2 separate regions of the Oryctolagus cuniculus genome follow, and region 2 is linked to region 1. Evidence: chromatin contacts called from public Micro-C data. All regions are on one chromosome and are shown on one strand. The core of a region is the stretch at or near the end of the contact, and the rest is flanking DNA. Distances in the headings are between cores, read along the strand shown. Region 1 holds the start of TRIB2 (tribbles pseudokinase 2). Region 2 has its middle 250 kb from the start of TRIB2.

Region 1 (4,118 bases), core at 788-3,287:
CACTCTCCCCCCCAGGAAAAACAACAGAGAGCAAATCTAAAATTAAATGACAATGGATTCTTGATCTATGTCCAATTCTGGGTAGCAATGCGCTCTACTGTACTTCCCCTCTTCAGCCTCTTGTCTGGTGCCCGGTGGGTGCACACAAAGACACAGACACACACAAGCCAGGCATCCTGCAGGGTCAAAAACAAAAAGGCAGCTAAATTGTCCCCGGGGTGGTTCTACCTGCCAATCCCTGGGGCTCCAAGGGCTAAGCTCTAAGCTGACGGGGCAAGGTGTGTGTTGATGGTGGGACGTGTAGGCAAGGAAGTCTAGACAAGAAAAGAAACAGACGGGAGAGAGGGACCCCAACAATCCGCTCTTCACCGAAGGTGCGCCCGCGGCTTTGATTTCCACCCAATCTCCCATCAAGGCTACAAGGTCTTTGTAAACTGCCTCCCCGCGCCAGGCCCCTGGGCACAGCCCGAGGGGACACCTTTGTGTGTCTCCGAAAAAGGGCACCTTCGGAACAAAGGTTTAACACCTGCACGCTGCGAAGAACAATGGCTGCGAGAGGGACCGAGTCACTAGGGTCTTAAAATTAGAGGGGGATTCCCAGATCCACGCAGGAACGAGAGGGGAGAGCCACTGGGAACCTCCCAGCCCCCCGCGCCCCAGTCGCTGGGCAGCGGGTCCCGGCCTGGCGCCAGGGAGCTCCGGGAGCCTCGGGAGCACGCGTGTCCGGGGGCCCCCGCGCAGTCCCGCGCCCTCCCCGCCGCGGGCTCTCCCCAAAACGCCCCCGCGGCAGCCCGCCCCATTGTCTGAACCTTTCTAAAAACTTCGCAACTAGTCCGACAGCAGCAAATAAAGGAACAAGCCCGCGGATCCAGGCCACGGACAGGGACCCGGTGGATCTCCCTCCCCCAGACTCAGGGCTCGGCGACCTCCCCACCCGCGCCGGCCCCTGTCCAAGGGCCCAGGGAATTTTTTTTTTTAACCCAAACACCAACACCCCCGGCTCCTTACCTTGCACACCAGCTCCTCTCCGCTGTGCAGATGCACCGCACGGAAAACGTGGTCTCCCTCCAGAGGTTCCAACAATAAGTATTTCCCGATGCAAGAAACGCAATGCGACAAGTTCGGAGTCTCGGGCGGGCTCGGGGAGCCGAGGTTCGGGCTGAAACTCTGGCTGGGCTCGGCGGACCTTATAGACGACAACTCTTCGAAATCCTGGGTTTTGTTCCGCGATCTCCCATATCTCGCTATTGTGATGGGGGTAGACCTGTGTATGTTCATGAGTGTGGGGATCGCGCACGACAGACAAAAAGACCCGCTGGCGGCACGAGTGCGGCTGCAGGCGCCTCGGTGCCCCGGGTTTCGGCGGGTAGCGAGGCGCGGGGCTGCGTGGAGAAGGAGTCAGGAGCCCCTGGATGGGCGCCGCCGGGTACCTGGTCTCCTGCGAACCCGGCTCCCGGGGGCACTCGCTCCGCAGGCAGCCCGGGTCCTTTTGTTACCCCGAAGCCGGCAGCGACGCGCAGAATCGCCGCACTTGGAGTTGCTCGCTCGCTCTTTCCCCCGGCGCGGGTCTGGAGGAGCCGCGGGGCCGCGCAGACGGGGGCTGCAGAGCCGGGTTTCCCGAAGCGGTGCCCAGGCAGCCTTGGGAATCGCACGCGGGGCGGAGGAGCCCGGCTGTGTGTGGTTCGTGCAGTCCTCCGGGAGCGCACGGCGGCGGCGCAGGCTCCACGCGTTGCAAACCAAACAAAAAGCAAAAGGAAATCGGCACGGGTCTGCCGGCTCGCGACGCACGGCAGCCAGGATCCGCGCTGCACCCCCTTTTTTGGTGGAAAGGGTGGGGGGCGTGGAAGGGAGGGGGGTGCCGGCGAGGGCAGTTACCTACGTTTCAACTGTAGATGGCGTCTGAGGCTGTTCCAAGATCGCCAGAGCGCTCCAAAAAATTACACACACACACAAAAGAAAAATAGCAAGGGAGCATGTAAGTTGGAGCGGTCCGCAGCGCTGCCAAAAAAAAAAAAAAAAAAAAAAAAAAAAAAAAAAATGGCAAGAGCCGGGCAGAGTCGCGGCGCGGGCCGGGCGCAGGTTCCGCGACACCGCCCGGGCTGGCCCGCCGCGCCGAGCTCAGCACAGGCGCATGCTGCAGCCGCGCGCCCGCGCTCCGGGTCTTCCTGCGAGCCGAGCCGGGAGAGCGCGCAGGGGCCAGGACGGAGCGGCGGGCTCCGGTTTCCCCGGCGCGGGCTTCCGGGATCGTGCGGGCACCGGGAGAGGATGCGCCCCCCTGGCTCGGCCCACCCGCGGCGGCGTCGCCTTCCCGCCGGAGAGCCGCGGCTCGCCTCGGAACAACTGGCAACCGCTCCGTCTCCCCCTGCGCCGGACCCTCAGCGCCCCGCGCGGTTTGTTTTGGAGAAAATTGACGCTTTTCCGCCTTCTTCCTTAATTCTTCCCTGGCCCCGCAGCGGTAGGCGAGGGCAGTGTATTTAAGGATGAAAGGGGATGGCCGACGGCGCCGAGGCCAGCCCCCGCTCGGCACGCCAGCACCTCCCGGCCAGGCGGTATTAATAGTTACTTACGCGGCCGGGGATCTCGGCGCGAGCGCGGCTGCCTGTGCGCGCGCGCGCGCCCCGCTCGCGCCCGGTCTCCCCATTCAATGTCACCGACACACTCGCCCCGGCCCCGCCCCGCCCCTGCCGGCTCCCCCCGCCCCTCATTGAGCCGGGTGCCCATCCGTCAGCCTCGCCGCTGCTGCCCCTGCGGCTCCCGGCCCGGGCCGCCGGCGCTGGGGCTCGGGGCGGTAAACAAAGTGCTATATCCGCCCCCCGGCCCCGGGCGCCGTGGCCAGCGCCGTCCGGGCAGCGCGCCCCGTGCCGGCTACGTGCCCCGCTGCAGGCGGGCCGCGCCTCCCCACCGGTTCGCCCGGCGCAGCTCGGACCGCGCCAAGGCTCTGCCTTTGAACCGAGCGCCTGCATCCTCCTGGCGCTTTCCCGCGGAAAGCCGGGCGGACTCGGAGCCTCTGGCCCACTCTGCTCGGATGCGCTGAGCGAGGAGCGCCTCTGTTTTCCCAGAAGGTGCCCGGAACAGTACCACTGCCTGGAGCTCCACGAATTCGTTTCATTCTATCTCCAGCATCCCTCTCCCCGTTTAAAAAGAAATCGTGTGCTTGCTTTCCTTTGGTGCCACTACCTCCTCCCCTTCCCCAGCCTGAGTATTTAATTTTCTTAAGAAGACATTTAACGCAGACCACATTGAATCTTTTATACTCCCCCCTGCTTTCAGGGCATTGCCCATCGTGCCGAGAAGGCCCAGGGTGACAATCCTTGGCACCAGCGCTGCGGGCGCCCAGCTGCAGGCCGCAGGGCTTCTCTCTTATCCCCTAGCACATGGACCACGGATGCACTCAAAGCTGAAGGTGATGTGAAGGCAGCCGTTTCACCGCCGAATTATTAACTCCAGTCCGCTTGGCTGGGACGCGGGAGCAAAGAATCTTGAACCCACTCAGAGCCTTGGAAATCTAGAACCTTTTCCAAATGGATCTTGGTAATGAGAAGCCATCCAGCCCGGAGCACACTGGGAGGGGCTGGTAAAGGGGCATTGAGATGATTCTGGGCGCCCTCCCGTCTTGTACGTGGTTAGTAAAGAACCTACAACTTACTGCCCACAGTGGGATAATTTGAGTGAAAAAAGAGGCGTTTATGGGGATGCCCACCTGGGACCAGGGAGTTGCTCCAATGATGAGGAGTCCCTGGAGTCGGCCCCACATGAGCCAGGACCCTAAGTCTGCAACTGCCTCCCAGCGGTTCCTGGGAAGGAAGGGAAACAAGTGGGCCCTGTGGCTTGGCATGCCTTGCCATGCTGCCCATGACTTCATCCCTGATCCTGGGCGGATAGATCAGGACAGCCTAAGGGGTCTTCCAGTCCAGCGTCCCCCCACGAAGACATGGGCCCGTGTCAAGAGCAGCTCCAAGGCCACCTCTGCTGGTGGGTGGGGAAGAAGGTGTGTGGCCGTCTCTGGTCAGGGGCTGCCAGAGGAGCTTTGCCAGAATTCAGGGTTGCACCCTGTTTTGCAGTCCTGGCTGGGCTCCTGATTTCACATGGAGATTGAATCAAGAAATACCTTTGTTCCC
Region 2 (4,055 bases), core at 585-3,084, 250 kb after region 1:
GAGGGAGGGAGGGAGGGAGAGAGAGAGAGAGAGAGAGAGAGAGAGAGAGAGAGAATCTTCCGTTTGTTACTTCACTCCCCAAATGGCTACAACGACTGGGGTTGTACCCGGTCAAAGCCAGCAGCCAGGAACTTCTTTCGGATCTCCCTCATGGGTCCAGGGACCCAAGCACTTGGGCCATTCTCTGTTGTTTTCCCAGGCACATTAGCAGGGAGCTGGATCAGAAGTGGGCAGCTGGGATTCAAACTGGTGCCCATACTGGATGCCAGTGCTGCAGGCCATAGCTTAATCCACTGTGCCACAGTGCTGGCCCCACCCTTCTTGTATTAAGAATGTAATTACTGGGGCTGGTGCTGTGGCATAGTGGATTAAGCTGCTGCCTACAGTACCAGCATCCCGTATGGGCGCCAGTTCTCTTTCTGCATCTCTCCCTCTCCCTCAGTAACTCTGCCTTTCAAGTAAAATAAGTAAATCTCTTAAATTTTTTTAAAAGAATGTAATTGCACACCATGTAAATCTCTCACATTCTCACCAGATTTTACACACTTTTATGTCATTTACACCATTGTGTCTCAATGAGCCTCTCTATCTAGTCCTAGTCCCTTTACTGCATGCCCTTCCCTCAAGAACACATATCCATGGAGCGCTGGCCCCGTTTTATAGATGGAGGAAGTGGAAGCCTATGTGGGTAAATGACATCTCAAAGCAACAGAAGCACTGAGTAGAGAAGCCACTTTGCAAATAGACTGTGGACTGGTTGGTTTGCACTGAGGGGCTCAGCTCAAATCTCTGAAATTTGTGCCTTGCTCACGGTAAGTAACTAGATGAAGCCCTGCTCTTCTGGAATGATGCCTGGCATCTCTGAGTTTGGAAGAATTTCTCCTTTTCCCTCCCAATCAGTACCTCCCACCCTCCCCCAGTGCCACCAACTCTTGGTGTACAAGGCATCTGCCTTTAGCAGGATTCTCTGAGCTCCCTGTAGGGCAGTGCCCAAGTCTCACTTGGCCCTCAATCTGTAGCCCCATCCCAGGGTAGGAGGAAGGTCCTGGAGAGGAGTGGTGTGTAATGGATGAGTGTGACTAGGGTGAGCCACTTGAGATGGAAGGGGACTGATGTGTACTGATCCCCAGGGAATGCCAGGCTGTGGCCTGAGCCCTGTTATCATTCCCCTCTCCAACACTGCAGAAATCAGACCGAGGGAGAATAGGCCATTTGCCCAAGGCCATCTAACCAGCTAATGTCAGAAGCAGAATTTGAACCTGAACTGGCAATTAATTCCATAATGGATGTTCTTTGTGCTAACAGAAAACTCTGGGTGAATTGCAGCATTAGAAGGAATTTAGATTCTGAAAGGCCAAAGACTAATCCTATTTGTATTCACCACATGAGTAAAATGTACCAAATGCCTGACAAGAAACAGGATGGGGCATGGTGTAAGTGTATTTTATATGTGCAAGGAACATCGGGATCTATTTTCATTGGCTTTCTACATGCTTTTTTTTTTTTCAAAGTGAGAACAACCAAATATTTTCCATGTGAGTATATTGAGGATGTCTCAATCACAAAGGTGCCCAGAGCTCAGACTTACTTAACTTGCAGTTTAGGTATCCACCCTCCATTGCAAAACCTTCAAATGGGATATGATGCAATTTTTTTAAACAGACTTGTGCAAAACAAGTATTGAGTAACTCAAATCTCTCCTTATCCTTCTATGTGCTTAGCAACCTTGCAGGTCTGTTGGACAGAAAAAATTTGCCCTTGGACAGCAGTTCAGCAAGACATTGAAAGGCCGGGGACAGCATGAAGTTTTGGAGTGTTGCAATCAGTCAGCCAGGCTGTGATTAACTGAGGAGGAAGTGCCTGGCTCCCATATGCTCCTCCCCTCTCAGGGCTCAGGCACTGGGGACAGAGAGGGAAACCAAACCCATTTGACACACCCCAGTGTTTACTTTGTGGGCTGCAGGGCCTACAGCAGGAGTTGGAAAACTTTCTAATATATTTCTCTGTTGAAAAAAATGATGCAACATTCCAGAAAGTTTGGAAAAATGAAAAGCAAATCATGCATCATTTCATCAGCCCAACAAAAGTGTTTTTGTCTCACCCATATTTTACGCGCTGGAATTGGACCCTGGATGCAGCAGCTGCTGAGCCCTGTTGTGCTGGATACCGGGCCTGTGATTTTTATTTATAATCAAGTGTATTTCTGACAAAAGTCCTTCAAGGACAGTGAAGAGATTTCTCCCATTCTTCAGTCTGAGAAAATTCAGTACCTCTGTAAATTTCCCTGGGCATGTTATGAATCTGGGACTCAAATCCTGTTCTGCGAGACCACAAAGCCAATGTTTTCTTCTTCATCATTGTCAGTCCATTTTGTACCATTCTCACTGAACTGTACCTGTAAGCACGTTATTTTACTACACTCACCTAATGTATTTCAATACAGAAAGGCACATCAAAAAGTTCATGAAAATGTATATGATAAATGGATTTCAAAAATGTTTTATACCTAAATAAATTTAACTTTTAATTCTCTATTTTCAAGAACTTTTTTGGAGAACCCTTGGATGTCATCTAAATAGCAACAGTGGTAATCACCATTTACTCTCTAGAATGTTAATTTCTGCAGCAGGTATAAATCTCCGCCTACAAAATCCAAGATTGTGGGAAATGCAACTTTATATTCTATAAACAGACAATATCCTTTTCAAGTCTCCATTTCGCTAAGTAGTAAGAATGTAACCTCATCCACCAGGGACTTACACCCATGAAGCCCTGGGAGATCCTGTAGGGCAGTGTGTGATCCCCCCTCTTGACTGTGCCTGGCAATGTTGGGGGAGAAGCCGTGGGAAACTCAGGCACTTGCCCTCTGTCCACTTTACAGCCCCCAGGACACCCTGATACCCTTGCAGCTCTAGCACTCTGTCCTGAGTCCACTCTGCTCCCCCTTCCCCCAGGTGCAAAGCCCACCCCAGATTGGTCTGCTTCAGTGCCCCACACCTCTCTTCAGAGCAAGGTGATCCGAGTAGCACAGCTGTGGGGGCTGGCTCTCCACGTCTTCACGGCTCATGCTCTCCATAACCTTGCTACCTCCTCAACGGGGATTCTGTGTACAATGGATCTGCTGCATCTCCAAACGTGACTGTCAGGTGAGCTTGCACGGTGCTGACTGGGATGAGTCAAGGCGAGAGAGGACGCCCGAGTGGCACTTGGAAGTGAAGCTATCTTACCGGTCAGCAGTGAGTGGATGCATTTGTATTGTTATTCAGGGTTCATGTACGACCTGTTGAAGGAATTAGCTCTGGCAATTATAAAGAGTCCACAGTCTGATGGGGGAAGATGTCAGGCTAGCACCAGGAAGGACCCAACTGCAGTGCGAGTCCAGAGGCTGCCTGATGCAGGATTCCTTCTTGCTGGAGGAAGGGGGGGGGGGGTCAACCTTCTGTTCTATTCAGGCCTTCGGCTGATTGGATGAGGCCTCCTCACTTTATAGAGGGCATCTCCTCTACTCAAATTTCACTGCTTTAAATCTAAATCTCATCGAAAAATACCATCACAGAAATCTGCAGAACGATGTTTGAAAACATATTTAGACTCTGTGACCCAAACAAGTTGACACATAAGATTAACCCTCACCATAGACCTTGCACAATACTACAAATACAAACAGCTAAAACAGGCTTTTTCTCCAAGCTTCTCTGCTGATTATTCCAATAGAAGTCCTCAATGCCTAGTGGTCCTGAGAGTGCATTTTCTAAATTAAAAAAAAAAAAAGACACAAAGGAAAGCAACACAAAAATCCCTGTATCTATGGCCATCAAAGAAGGAGGTGCCTTTCTCTGAAGGGAGGAGAGAACTTCCACTTTGACTATGACCTTGTCTAAATATTATCACAGTCAGTGAACTCAAAAGCCTTCCATAGCCTTGGCAACTCATGACAAGAGCCTAGGGTGATTACTGACGCCATAAACAAGAGTGTCAATTTGTTGAGTCAACAACAGGAGTCACTGTGCACTTACTCCTCATGTAGGATCTCTGTCCTTAATGTGTTGTCCAAT

The links. A called contact is a pair of places that touch in the nucleus more often than the background predicts.
Region 2: a Micro-C map of ear pinna shows a contact between it and region 1, with 3 times the contacts expected there. The contact joins the enhancer-like site here to the promoter of TRIB2 in region 1. A contact is called at or near these places in 2 of 6 Hi-C or Micro-C datasets (ear pinna and psoas muscle).

Annotation. Positions count from the first base shown.
Region 1 is chr2:190,032,344-190,036,461 of mOryCun1.1, forward strand. It overlaps TRIB2 (tribbles pseudokinase 2), which reads right to left and starts at 2,038. Exons shown (of 3, transcript XM_002710045.5): 1 at 1,009-2,038. The coding sequence starts at 1,278.
Region 2 is chr2:190,282,922-190,286,976 of mOryCun1.1, forward strand. No RefSeq gene overlaps it. Among named protein-coding and RNA genes, the nearest start is that of TRIB2, 250 kb to the left of the region's middle. Within about 2 kb of position 1,835, at least 2 of the 8 cell types and tissues checked have an H3K27ac peak or open chromatin away from gene starts, as enhancers often do. A contact at or near this core is called in ear pinna, where this site is marked.